2 separate regions of the Mus musculus genome follow, and region 1 is linked to region 2. A link is a contact called in public Hi-C data. All regions are on one chromosome and are shown on one strand. The core of a region is the stretch at or near the end of the contact, and the rest is flanking DNA. Distances in the headings are between cores, read along the strand shown. Region 1 has its middle 48 kb from the start of Cntln. Region 2 overlaps Ccdc171 (coiled-coil domain containing 171).

Region 1 (6,500 bases), core at 365-2,864, 1.0 Mb before region 2:
AACACGATCACGCACACCTGAAAGAACCGTCCTTCAAGTGATTTAAGCTAATCATTTAACAGAGTGATAATCAAGATAACTTACCTTCATTTTAAATTTTCAGAGTTCATTTCCTTTTGAGCTCTTTGGCAGTCAAAACACTTGTGAGCAGTAGGTGGGAACTCCTAGGAAATGTGCATTGTGCCAATCAGGCCTGACTTTGAAAGTAATTTCTGGGAAGGACCCAAACCAACCGTGGGTGTTGGAACAGGGACCTCTGCTTTCTGCTGTGTGTGGCAATGTTCACCAACATCAAATTACTTGATCTGCAGAAACTTCCTATGGCTAGGCCAAGCTAGTAATCACCACCACAAACAGGCATTTTAAGTGATTTAATGTGATTTCTGCCCTATCACACAGCTGGTAGCAGAACACAGACTAGATTTCAGGTTTATAATTTCATACATTTCTCCTAAAATATATTTTATTCAAATTCAAACAATAAGTAAAGACTTTATAAGGCTCCCGTATATCCATCCCATAATCAGCCTCCAAACACTGACACCATTGCACGAATCAGCAAGATTTTGCTGAAAGGACCCTGATATAGCTGTCTCTTGTGAGGCTATGCCAGTGCCTGGCAAACACAGAAGTGGATGCTCACAGTCAGCTGTTTAATGGATCACAGGGCCCCCAATGGAGGAGCTAGAGAAAGTACTCAAGGAGCTAAAGGGGTCGGCAACCCTATAGTTGGAACAACAATATGAACTAACCAGTACCCCGGAGCTCGTGTCTCTAGCTGCATATGTAGCAGAAGGTAGCCTATTCGGCCATCATTGGGAAGAGAGGCCCCTTGGTCTTGAAAACTTTATATGCCCCAGTACAGGGGAATGCCAGGGCCAAGAAGTGGGAGTGGGGGGAGGGGAGTGGAGGGTGGGCTGGGGGACTTTTGGGATAGAATTTGAAATGTAAATGAAGAAAATACCTAATTAAAAAAAATAAAATAAAAATAAGGCACCCATATAGCTGTTGTTTGCAAGGTTTGCACGGGTGTATTTTATAGTGTGGTGATAACGAAGAGGTCAGAATTCCACATCTTTCTCCTTTTCCTTTTTGAGGTTGATTCTGCTCTCCAAAAGCCTGCCAGCTTGGCAAGCTAGAGCAGGAGAGAAACCTGCAGGTCCACCCCGTGGCAGGCAGGCCAGCATCCTCTCTCCAGGCCAACAGGCCATTCTACTAATGGGCTTTTGTATTTCATAATTAAATAAAGAAGTCATGTAATGAATGTTCACCTCTTTACTTGATGGAATTTTGGTCTCTTGAGCTACCTAAGGTATGTGTGTCATAAATAAAATTCTAAATATATTTTAAAAGCCTGTAACATATGTTTGAAGTAGAAGTCGAATTCCCTTTGAGAGAGAGAGAGAGAGAGAGAGAGAGAGTAGAGAGAGAGAGAAGACCTGAGAAATTTAAGGGGAAATTTAAGGAATTTGTGTGTGTTGTTGTTTTTCAAAAGAGAAATAAAACTCTGGTGGTTTCTTCTCCCCTGGTTTCTGCTTTGACAGTTGTGGGTGTGGCAGCCAGTATCCCCTCATCACTATGACTCATACTCATTTATGGAGTCAACAAAAAGTGCCATCCCAGGAAGCTCTCCTTCAGAATACCTCTGTCTCTGGAGCCAGTTGCCACATTACAATCATGACAACAAATGGACTGATGGCAGCATCTGCTTAATCTGACATTTGTCCAGTGTCACCGCTGCACTGTCCTTAACTGAGACTATTTATTTGATGTGGTCTAGTTTCTTCATTTCCTAGTTACCAAAACGAGCTTAATTTAATCAACCCCGACTGGAAAGCTGTCAGTCTTCACGGCTCCTCATCTTATCTTTGATGCTTAAAGAACATATGAACCAAATATTGTCTTAATCTAAATGGTTGGATTTTTCTGATGTCATATTAATATTCCAAGACTGTTTCGGCTGTTTGTTAAAAACCAAGAACATTACAGAGTTTCTAAAGTTTCTAGGAAATGAAAAATAAATACTAGCTGATATTTGTGACATACATTTTATGCAAATGGAAGAAGCCAGTCAGCAAAATTATAAACTCTTTTGTAAATTCCTGAGTGAATTCAGAAGATATTTAACATACTAACCAGTTAATATTATGTTCTCTGTGAATTAGAAATAATCTTAATCCTACAGATGAAAGATGAATAGTTCTACAAGAACCCACTTTCCACTTTGTACCTCTAATAATAATTGTGTTTTAGTAAGGAACTAGAGATGATTTTCCTATGATAGGAGAAAAACATCATTGACCTTTCATAATAAAAATTTGTAAAATGCTGTAAAACAAAGAAAATCAGGTTTGTCTGTCCTTCGAGGATTCAGGTGCCGAACAGACTCCCTGGTTAGTTCTACTTACCATTTGGACAGTTTTCAAGTGCCATATTTGAATCTATTTGTGATGTAATCATTGTAAGATTGGTGCATTGTCTAGTCATTGATATTCAAGGACCATTTGCAAAACGATGTTCAAACATAGTGGACGTATTATTACAACCACTCCTTTTTAGTATGTGATCATATACACGGACATCACAAAACCCAATATTGCCATCCACACTGGTTGTTCAATAAAACCTAATTATGTGTATAGAAGCCCATTCTATAGCTACTCTGCCCTCCACAAGAGCCTTAGAATAAGTGTGTGGCCAATGTTGCCCTCTAGTGGTTAGCATACCCAGGTGAGTCGGAGTACCCGAGATTCCCCTCCTGAGTTGTATATGAGACAGCCAGGGAGACAAACTTGGAAGCTGGTAACAGAAACCTTAATAAAGCATATGTGATATAATTTGAGTGGTAAAAACTGTTTTCATTATTATAACACTGTATTTGATCTCTACCAAGGCTATACTCAGCACAAAGAGTAGCTGGACTGAATTGTTGTGGTTAAAAAGAAACTTTTGTGGAATGTTCTGAGAGTTATAAATAATATTTTATTGTTTTGATATTCATGTACTTTGTGAATTCTCATTTTCATTGCATGAAAGCATATTGCTCAACTGCAATCTTCATCCTCTGTGTGCTCTTATTGCAGAAGAACCTTCTGCCTTCCTTCTGGTCCTTTCTCACTCACGGCCAGTGGTTAGCATGGGCTCCAGTGCTATCCCTTCTCTCTGCATGACTAACGCCATGTTTCTGGTTCAGGGATAAGTATCCATATACCTTAAGATAGACAGAAATGGAAATAGGCTTCCCTCGTGGCGACTTTCTTCTCTTACTAGAATAACCTATCACTGTGGTTCTTAACCTGTGGGCCATGACCCCTTTGGGTGCCCTTTCACAGGGTCATATCAGACCACCAGAAAACACAGAGATTTGCATTATAATTCCTAACCGTAGCAACATTATAGCTACGAAGTAGCAATAGAAATATTTTTCTGGGTGGGGGTCACCACAACATGAGGAACTGTAGGAAATGGTCACAGCATTAGGAAGGCTGAGAACACTGCTCTGGCATTTCTTCCCCTTCTCCACATTGTCTATTCTTCATCACACACAAAGCCACAATGAGCACAGCTCAGACTGAAGTCAGTGGATCTACCTGCCACTATGTTGTAGGAAGCTAAGCTGTATGCACGCTTCACCATTTAGCATTTGCTTTCTGAAGTCAAGATGGAACTAAAGTTAGACACTATTCAAAACTTAAAAAGTTAAAGGGGGGCTAGAGTATTGTCACTAATAAAGCTGAGAGTAGTGACACATGTACAGGCTCCAATATTATTAACAACATTGGCAAGAAGTTGGCATTGAGATATGCCCTGGCAAGGGCTGTGTGCCCTCCAGCTGCACTAGCCGTAACTCAGGAGAATCTAATTTACATTACTCAGCATTAGACCTGGAAAGACCTAGCTCATCCATCAATGGTCCAGACACCAGCAGCATTTGAGGTGTAATTTGAAGTTGATGAACATTTGCTGTCTAGGAGATAAGGCTATTTTCTCTCTATACAAAAGAATTTGCACCTGTCTGTGACAGTCAGAGCCAATTATGGGTAAAGCTCTAATTTGTTTATGGTCTAGACTCCTAAGACAATAATTCCCAGCTGCATTACTTTTCATCCTCAACAGCCAGAGGTTCCCTGGCCATGTAAAGGCCTCCTGAAGGTCACTATACACATGTACCCAGTGCCATAGATTTAATGTCTGTGTCTTCTATGCCTCATTTCTCAGTCTTACTCCTACCTTGAATACTCTATTCACTAGCCATCACCTACGAAGCAACTTGCTTCTCTCACTCTTGGGTGATAGATAATGGTGATAAGTTAATAAAATAAATTATATTCAGCATTGCTGGAGTCATTTTTAAAAATGCACATAGTTCTCGTTGTACAAATACACCACAATGGGATATGATCTTTAAAGAAATTTTTATTTAAAAGTAACTGTCAATGATAAAATTTCAAGTAAAACTTCATGGAATAGATATTTCTCAACAAATAAGTGTCTTAGATTTTTCAAATCACACCTATCTTTAAACTGCTCAATCTTTATTTAAAGAGCTCTACTCTTATATAGCTAGCCATTCATAAAATACTCGTCCTAAACCATAGATATTTAAGTCTACGGGCTTAAGTGATCAAAATCTAAGTGTGATATCACTACTTCTCCAGAACGACTTAAATTATTATGTCAGATTACTGCTAATAACCTGAAATTACTAATCTCCAATTATATCCAGAAAGAATGTGAGAAAGCTTGATCTTTCACACACTGAAGTGCAAGTTGGTACAGCCACTTTGATTGGGCAGCAGAAAGTGAAGTCTAATCCACCCAGCGTTTCCACTCTCAGGCAGACACCTAACACAAATGCTTGTGCTCAGGCAAAAGGCCTTCTAGAATGTTCAGAACAATGCTGATTGCAAAAATCAAAAATTAAAACAGCATGTTGGCCTGTACAAGGGAACAAGGGAGCAAGTGCCATACATTCAGGTAGTGAAATAGATAGATAGATAGATAGATAGATAGATAGATAGATACATACATACATACATACATAGATACATAGATACATAGATAAATCAAAAACCATGGCAGAAGAAAAAGAAGGGAGAATATGCTACAGGGATCAATTTACACAAAACCAAGCAAAAGCCAAGTATACTGTTAGAAAGCCAGAGTCTGTTTACTGGATGGGGCAAGAAACGGGAAGAATGAGAGAGGGTTCAGTCATTATCATTCTATCTTGATATTTTCTTTGGTTTGGATTTTGTGCCAGAAATTGAAACTGTGGATGTGCACACACCAAGCATGTCTTCTACCACCTACCCACACTCCAAGCCCTCTTCTTCATGTCATGACTAGCATGCTCATTCTGTGAAAATGTTTCAAGTGATATTCATAAGATGATATGCTCCTGTCTCTGTGCATTTTAGTTCTACATTGTAAGCTATTCCAAACACACACTACCAAGTCTTCTAAAGGCTTAGAAGTATAATCTCAAAATAGAGTTTTATTTTTTGTCATTCTTAAGTTTTATCATTGTATATATAAACAATTATTGATCTATTCATCAAACTTACCAAATTTTGTGATTAGTCATATAATATTTTACTTTGGAGCCATGAAAGTGTAGTCGCTGTAATTATCATTCTCAGCATAGTGAGAGGCTTTGTGAATATTAATGTCAATAAATCTATCAAGTCAATTCCCCATATGAAGCATATGTAAAATATTTATGAAATAGTCACATGTTATTATCCACATACATTGTTCTCATGTCAGGGCAGAGAAAACATACAGAAGAAACAAAAATTGTTCCTGGGTCATAGCTACTAACAGCCAAACTGGTGCTATCAAGCATCTTGCCAAAAACCATTAAAAGATAATCCTGTCTGCTGATCCCTGAGTTGTCAATGGGAGTTAAGGAAATGAGGAGTAACCGTGACAAACAGAGACTGCAGCCAGTAGATCAGGTGCTAAAACAAGACTGGATTCTGTCCTTGCACCTAACGCAGCCTTAGCACTTCATACTCCTTAATTCATTTATTCATGTCATTCTGCCCAGAAATAAACACAGTTGCAGTTCCAGGATACAATCTGCTTGAAGATTACTGAATTATACAGGCCTGGCCTGAGAATAATTCTTTTTCTTTTTATATGAACACATTGAAGAGAGACTGCTTTTCCACTTGGCTACAACCCCTGCATCCCCTCTGCATTGCTGATCTGCCCTCAGTACCAAATACTCTATCCAGCTACTCTGAGACATTAATCTAGTCAGATTCAGGCTAGGGAGGGGGTTGTAGGGCGGGGCTTGAGTCTTACATTTTAGATGCTGCAGGTCTATGGCTATTTTTTTGAGTAGCAAGGCCCTAGAAAAGGAGAAAGAATCATTCTCTTTTTTACTATAGGTCACAGGATTTCAAAAATGTAGGGTGATGTAGGGTGCATACATAGGTAGAGTTCAAAAGGGGAATCACAAGCAAAGCCTTGTGAGCAGAACATTTTGAAGT
Region 2 (7,115 bases), core at 2,329-4,828:
TGCACACGGACTGGCCAAGGTGCTTACGTTACAGAGTCAGGACCCCAATCCAGGGATTCCGTCTCTCCACATGATCTCTCTAATACCTTGATGCCCTGCTCCCTAGAAAATGGGATTGTTCTGTCCTTTCCAAATGCCATGCTGTTATGAAACTAACTACCATCCTAATCAACATGATGTTGTAGCATATTCCGGGATAAACAGCAGACTGCAGCCTCGAGGCTGCCAATCCCCAGAGTCTGGTTTCTTCGTGGACACTGAGTCATCTTATACTTCACCCAGGAACATAAACCAAATAGTAAAGAAAACTGTTTCAGACATGCCAAATGCACGTCAAAGTCACCCTAAGATGGACCAGCTCAGGAATCCATGGTACAGAAGAAGAAATTGATATTAAGCAGGAAGCGCTAAGAACTCTGGGAAATGGTGATTGCGGGACAGAAGCCCAGTCGCACTGTTGACACCCCAAGAACAGTAACCACATTGACTCTTTCCAAAGCATAAAGCTGTGTCCCACGAGAAGGACAGTGGTTGAACAAACGAGTAAAACTTTCTGTTACAAGCAACCTATGTTCAGCAAGAAGGCTTCAATCAGCTCCACAGCGGGGCACACAGCCTCCTCAAATTCCCTTTCATATACCCACTCTGCTTAGATTTTAACTTCTTCCTAATTATTTTTTCTTTAAGAAAAGAAATGACACAATTAGGAAGATTACTTTGTAAATCATACCCATTTTAAAGCACTCCTAGCATCACGTAGTGCTAGTTCGGGGCACTGATATCTTTCGCTCCCACGGATGACACAATTCAGGAAGTGCGCGCGCAGCAAGCACAGAGCTATGGGGGTCTGCAGAACTGCAGCAGAAGCTACAGTGAACCCATTCTTCGCTCTCCTGTGTCATTTTTTTTTCTTTCAAAAGATAAGGACAGATGAAATGTCCCAGTGGGAGTGTGGGGGATTAAACCTCCGATCTGAACAACAACCCACACAGTGAGGAGCCAAGTATCACATGCATTAAGTATTTCTTAAAGCATAAACTGAGCAGTGTTTAACAGACAGTTTCTGGTTAGTGGTCTGCAAGACTGCATTTTATCAGTGAAGTTAAAGAAAGGTGCCTTATCATAACAAATCATTTGCGATAAAAGAGAAAACCTAAAGGGAAAGGGTAGCCTACAACCTTGTAAAGCTGGTACTTAGAAACAAAAAAGGAACTAAGTGTTGCTGGGTTAAAAATAGTGCTTACAAAATAGTAGGTACGCCCTTGTTATCATTTACATATGGAAGTGCAATATATACAAGTGATATTTGGTTATGAGTTTGTATTTATGGCTTACATAACAAGGAAGGTTTAAAGGTTAACTCTGGCTGTCTGGATGCCAAATTTCAGATGATCTTAATTTTCTTTTAGATTCATTAGGGTGTAATTTTTGTCAGGATCATGTACAGCTTTCCTAATTGTTTTAAAAACCCAGTATTTGATGTTAGCAAATTTTCTAACAAATTGTATTATTTGGGACAAATGTCACTATATATGCAGGTATAATAATACTGTTATAAGATTACAATGTACGTTATAAAACTAATGTACTGGGACAATAAAATGTTTAATCTGAAATATTTTATTTTAAAAAGTAGTGCTTGTTATATTTAACACGATTTTCACTCGACATGGCTCGTTTTCATGTTTAAGAAGGTAATAGCTCTCTGAAAATTCATGTATGCAGATGGGATGACACGAAGAGAAAAGTATCAAGATGGCTCAGTCTTATAAATGAAATTGTCTAACATCTCTTAATTTCTAAGAATGCCAAAAACGCAGAAGTTTCTTGCAGAGCAATTAGTAGGCTGAGGCACTAACATCATCAAGAGAGCCCGTGGGAAGTCGGCCACAGATAACCACAGCTCGTCTATTCTCGGGCAGGTTAGGTCTGGGTACCATTTCTTTCCCCTTTCTTCAAATAAAAAAATTTAAAAGGTTTCCTTCAGAATGTTCTTTATCAATATCAATTTTAAAAGTATCTCAAAGGAATGTAAAAATAATGGTATCCTGAAAGTCATGAGCAAAAGCCCTGTGAGAAAGGCTTGCTATGACCTTCTGGTTTAGGAGCAATTAGAGCATTACTGCATTCACAGGGAAAATCTTTATAAATAAAAGGTTTCACATGGAGACTCTCTAATGAAGTACTCATAAACACATATTTATGAAATGTACTACATTTCCAGAGGTAGTTATTATACACTAAGTCTTAAAACAGTTTCATTAGACAGATGGAAAGATTCGCAGTTTTTATACAGTATGAGCCTAGACATAAGACATGAGAACCAAGTCATTTAGGAGCATGCACAACTGTGACAGAAGCCGAGTCCTGGTGACCCTGGCAAGCGTCTGGAATTCCTTCACCCAAGTGTATTGTGAGCTTCCTGGACTCTGAGCTCTGAGCTCTCAGGTGGCAGCCATCAGCAAGGCTAAGTTCCTGAGCACTTGGGGCGTTCCTGTTTGTGGACATCTGCCAAATTCTCCGCGGTTACACTATCTGTTACCACCCAGGAGTGTGAGCCTACTCGGCCATCGTACTAACACCGAGTTGGGAACGTCTTCTTTCTAGAGATGAAGGGACCAAAATAGAAAAGTCATGAAACATACTTAGTTAGCCCTCTTCTGGATTTCTATTCCTCTGTGTTTTCTACACAAATGAAATTGCATTTTATAGGAAGACCCTACTTCAATTCTTTCTTTTTGTCATCTTAAAGTACAAACCCACACAAGCCCGTGAACAATGCTTTGCAGAAAGTATACAGCATGCATGACTAAGAGCAGAGCGGCCTGGTGATGCTGCTCATTAGACGTCTGGTCTATTAACATCTTCCTTCCTCTCGATGGACTTTAGCCCCTCATAAAACAGCACCCATTGCTGGCGGGCAGCACGCTAAGACGGAAGCAGAGAGCTGGCCACTCACAGACCCTGCAGAGATTCAGCGAGGCTGTGCCGCACACAGCAAACACTTCATCACACGTCAGCTACAGTTGGCGTTTGGTGTCTGTCTGCTTCTTATCACTGAATGGTAACGGAGTGAAATGTTTATTGGTCACTTGTCAATATTCGCTAGATATTGCCAGCATTACAGATCAAAGTTACTTAAAGACATCCTCGGGAGTGTAAGACGATAAAGGTCAGGTATTGCCTTCAGAGAGTTGAGCAGAAAGTTTTCATCACTGGGTCCTCTGCATTCATGCTGGCCATTTCTGTTAAAGCTTCGGTCTGTAGGGTTTGATTTTTCTCAGCATTACAGTAAAAGCTTGAAAGGCTATTAATTGGAATATGAAAACATGGTCTTAAACGTGCCATAGGCTCCACTGAGGCCATGACCCCCCTGGAAAACTCACCTGACATAAAAAGTGAACAGGAAGTTAAGGCAGACTGTACTTGGTAAAGGACTTAAAGCGCTAGAAGAAACTATGAAGAAAGGATCCTAAGGAACCATTCCTCGAAATGAAACATATAAACACCTTATAGCAGTGAAAGGAGCGCCTGTTGCTCCCCCACCCTCGCGGGGCTTCAGCGGGATGGGATGACGTCACCGGCCCTGCCTGCTTCCGCCACACACTCTCTGTTCGCTGCCTCCTTCGTTCCTGTTACAGGCCTGGAAAACCGCTACATTCCACTTTGTAAAACAGAAACCGGGGCACAAAGCTAGCATTTCTACTGGTACATCAAAAATATACCTGCGCTCTAGTTTTTTTTTTTTTTTTTCTAGTACTATTCACAAAAGTGAAGATACAGAATCAACCTAGGGTTCCACAACAAATAAATGGATCAACCGCATAGTTTATATACATGGTAGAGTATTGTTAGCCAATAAAATGCAATATCCTGTCAATAATAATACTCATAAATAGAAAGGGTTAATGTCCTGGCAACACAGATGAACCTGGAGGGCATTATGTTCAGTGAGGGAAGTCAGGCACAGCCAGCCAAAGCCACATGTTTTCACTCCTGTGTGGCAGTTAAATGAGATGCTTTCGGTAGGGAGGGAATAGTGATTTTTGCCAGACCTGGGAAGTTAAGAGGAGTGGGTGCCAAAGTTCTGTAGCACGGGGCAGTGGATGGAGTTTCTAGTCCTTCACTATGTATGTCCAAATCACTAGAAGAAAGGATTCTGACGTTCCCGACACAAGCAGTAGTGTCTGAGGTGATGGCATGTTCCTCATTGTCCTTATTCGATCATTACTTACTGCTACTTATTGCATATATGCATGAAAATATTATACTACAGAAGTATACATAATCACTATGTGCCAATTATAAGTTTTTTAAATATAAAATTCCTAAAAATATGGAGCTATAGTGAGCACACACATTATCCTGTACAAAGTTGAAAGCACATTTTTCATATTATTTGGTGATTGAACAGGAAAACGTATCTGTGAATTTGTCTATGATATAGCATACACTATGGCCCACGCAGATGTCTAATGAGTATCTTCTAAGTGGTATGAAAACATAAGTTTCCAAGGTTTTACTCCTCTCAGTGTCACATAGGCTGTTTAACTCCTCAGTGTCAGACTGACCACTTCGGCTTTGCAGTCAGCTACTTTGAGACTTAAATTTGTTCTACCACCTACTAGATTCTGATCTGAGGAGAATTACCTGCTGTGGGTGTTGTTTTCCAATTTTAAAATGGAGATACTGCCACTTGTTTGACAGTCCCATTAGAGAGCTCTGTGAGTTGACAGGGGCTGGCACATGGAAAGTTCGCTGAAATGGAAGCTGCCATCAGCGGCAGCGGCTGGGGCAGTGGCGGCAGCAGCTGCAGCAGCAGCGGCAGCAGCAGCCACAGCAGCAGCACCAATTTTATTGTTTCCTACTTTCCTAACTACCTGTTTATTACTAAGCTACAATGCACCCTATGGATCTCCTCAGAAAACTCACCTGAGCATTTAGGAATATGACAACACATACAACCATTGGCAGAGTTGAACAAAAGTCCCTGGCATGTCTCTCTTGCTAGTCCTTAGCTCACAACCACAGAGAATTCATGTTTTCATCCCCCAAAGTATTACTATTACTATTATTAGTATTCTAAGTTTCCTTCTAAACCAACAAAATCTAGTTTGGGGAAAATCTTTATTCGTGAATTTTGATAAGAGGCAACCCTTGGAAGAACAAATCTAGGACACCAAATAAAGGATTCTTTTACACTTATTCGAAAAATCTCAAATCATATTGTATTCATATCTGTAATAAATTGATGAATACTGATAATCAAATTTAAAACACATTTAATCGTGTAAATAACGGTAAAGCCTATAAAAGAAAATAAAAATGTTTGATGCCTAGTTATATAAATATATTCTAGATTTTTTTTAAAAAGTTATAAACATTTTTTGCAGAGCATAACAGAGGCTCTAATAACAGGATAAATTAGGGTGTAGAATATTGAAAAGTTAATACAGATCATGAACTAACACTTATTTTATACAAAATTAAGATTCCACATGGTCATAAACTAAAGAAAGAAAAAGATTATTTTAAGCTATTAAATATTAAAAGCGAGTTTTTAAAAAAACATTTCCTTTTGAATATATTGGGCGATCGAGAGAACTGTTAAATGAGGACAGTCTTTTATGAAATCAGGCTTTCTGTAATTCCATAGTGCTGATGATTTTTTTAAATGGAGGCTTTGGGCACTAAGAGAAAGATAAAGTATTTGCTGAATTTTGTATTTTCCAATTTACAATGTAATATGAACTTTAAGAAAATATGATCACAGAATGCAGTCGTGCTAGAACAGGATAGCTACAACATTTGAAAATGAATCCTTCTGAAAATAACTTCCTGAATTACTCTTAAAGTTATTCAAGGTTTCATAAGTTGATGTTTTGAGCTTTAAAATGAAATGGCCCTGTTTACACACTGTAGTACAATGCTCTATGAAACTTAAGTATTAAAAGGTAAAAGGACTCTTTAATACAAAATACAGTTGGACTTTAGGTTTTTCTAAAATTAAAATGTGGATTTTTTTGGAATTAACGTGAAAATTTTTCAGATATCTCCTTTAAAACTCTATATGTAAAGGGACTTATTTTAAAACAACAAACACAACAGATAGATTTGGCTTGAAAAGATAACAGCCTAATGTCTTACCAGCTTCCACTGAGAGGAAAGTGGGTCTTTTAATATTGGACTTTGACATAAACACATACTTTTCTTTGTAAAATGCTTTTCTGCATTATTTTAATTGGCTAGTCCTGGCTTTGAAGAAACGTGTTTTTATGCTACGTGATAGAAAGCATTTATTTGCATCTCATCTAAATTATTCACAATACTCCAAGGCTTCCATTCTCTCCCAGTTAGTACAATTTATTTTTCTACACATTTCAGTGGCAAGCAATGTTATTTAGGCTCTAACCTGGCATGCCACCACCTCTGGCCCACCCTGGAGCCCCTCCATTGCAAAGGTCTCCAGGTGCAGTTTGGGTAGCTGCAGGGTGAAGTCATTCCTAGTTGCTGCAGTCCGTGACAGTGAGATCTGATCTCTGACCTAAAGGGGGGAAAAAAAACAGCATCAATGGTAATTCCCCTTCAGACACATTAACTGGGATGAACTGGGTCCCCTTGAGCCCACTGAGTGGACTTGCATTGATCGCTGGACCTGAAATCCATGAATAAATTTAGGACTAATTGATTTTTCGTTGCAAATAAATCTCTAATTCAGAGTGCTGGGGGAGAATGTTAAGAAGAAAAAGCATCCTCCTGCTTGAAATGAAGAGGGGAGACGAGGCACAGAAGCCTTCTGATCAAGGCGCTTTGAATTATTCCTTCACAGCTCCACTCGGAAAATGGGGGGGGTGGGGGGGGACACAAAATCAAAAGCAAGCTGCAATCCCCTATTATCACTCTCTTAAAAGCGTGTTTAACTGACATTAGATCATGCATGTTGTACATGATAGTTACTAGGGACTGGGTTTTGAAAAGAAACTTCACTAGCACAGACTCTGGAATAAGAACAAATACACTCAACACAAAAGGGGACTTCAAAATACACAAGTACAGGGTTTGCTCGGCCTGCTCGGTGTTCCAAAACTGTAGGACTTAATTAAACTTAAGCCTGA

What was found. Hi-C and Micro-C count contacts between places; a contact is called where the count stands out from the background.
Region 1: a contact with region 2 is called in a Hi-C map of the N1E-115 cell line, with 20 times the contacts expected there. The contact joins two enhancer-like sites. A contact is called at or near these places in 2 of 39 promoter capture datasets (cranial neural crest and second pharyngeal arch cranial neural crest), 1 of 15 datasets of contacts at CTCF or cohesin (the NIH/3T3 cell line), 9 of 484 Hi-C or Micro-C datasets (the N1E-115 cell line, cerebellar granule neurons, cerebellum and 3 more) and 2 of 9 other capture datasets (embryonic tail and embryonic trunk).

Annotation. Positions count from the first base shown.
Region 1 is chr4:84,833,390-84,839,889 of GRCm38.p6, reverse strand. No RefSeq gene overlaps it. Among named protein-coding and RNA genes, the nearest start is that of Cntln, 48 kb to the left of the region's middle. Within about 2 kb of position 1,614, at least 3 of the 459 cell types and tissues checked have an H3K27ac peak or open chromatin away from gene starts, as enhancers often do. A contact at or near this core is called in the N1E-115 cell line, where this site is marked.
Region 2 is chr4:83,794,629-83,801,743 of GRCm38.p6, reverse strand. It overlaps Ccdc171 (coiled-coil domain containing 171), which reads right to left. Exons shown (of 26, transcript NM_001355378.1): 24 at 6,413-6,544. Among named protein-coding and RNA genes, the nearest start is that of Gm42309, 44 kb to the left of the region's middle. Within about 2 kb of position 3,578, at least 12 of the 459 cell types and tissues checked have an H3K27ac peak or open chromatin away from gene starts, as enhancers often do. A contact at or near this core is called in the N1E-115 cell line, where this site is marked.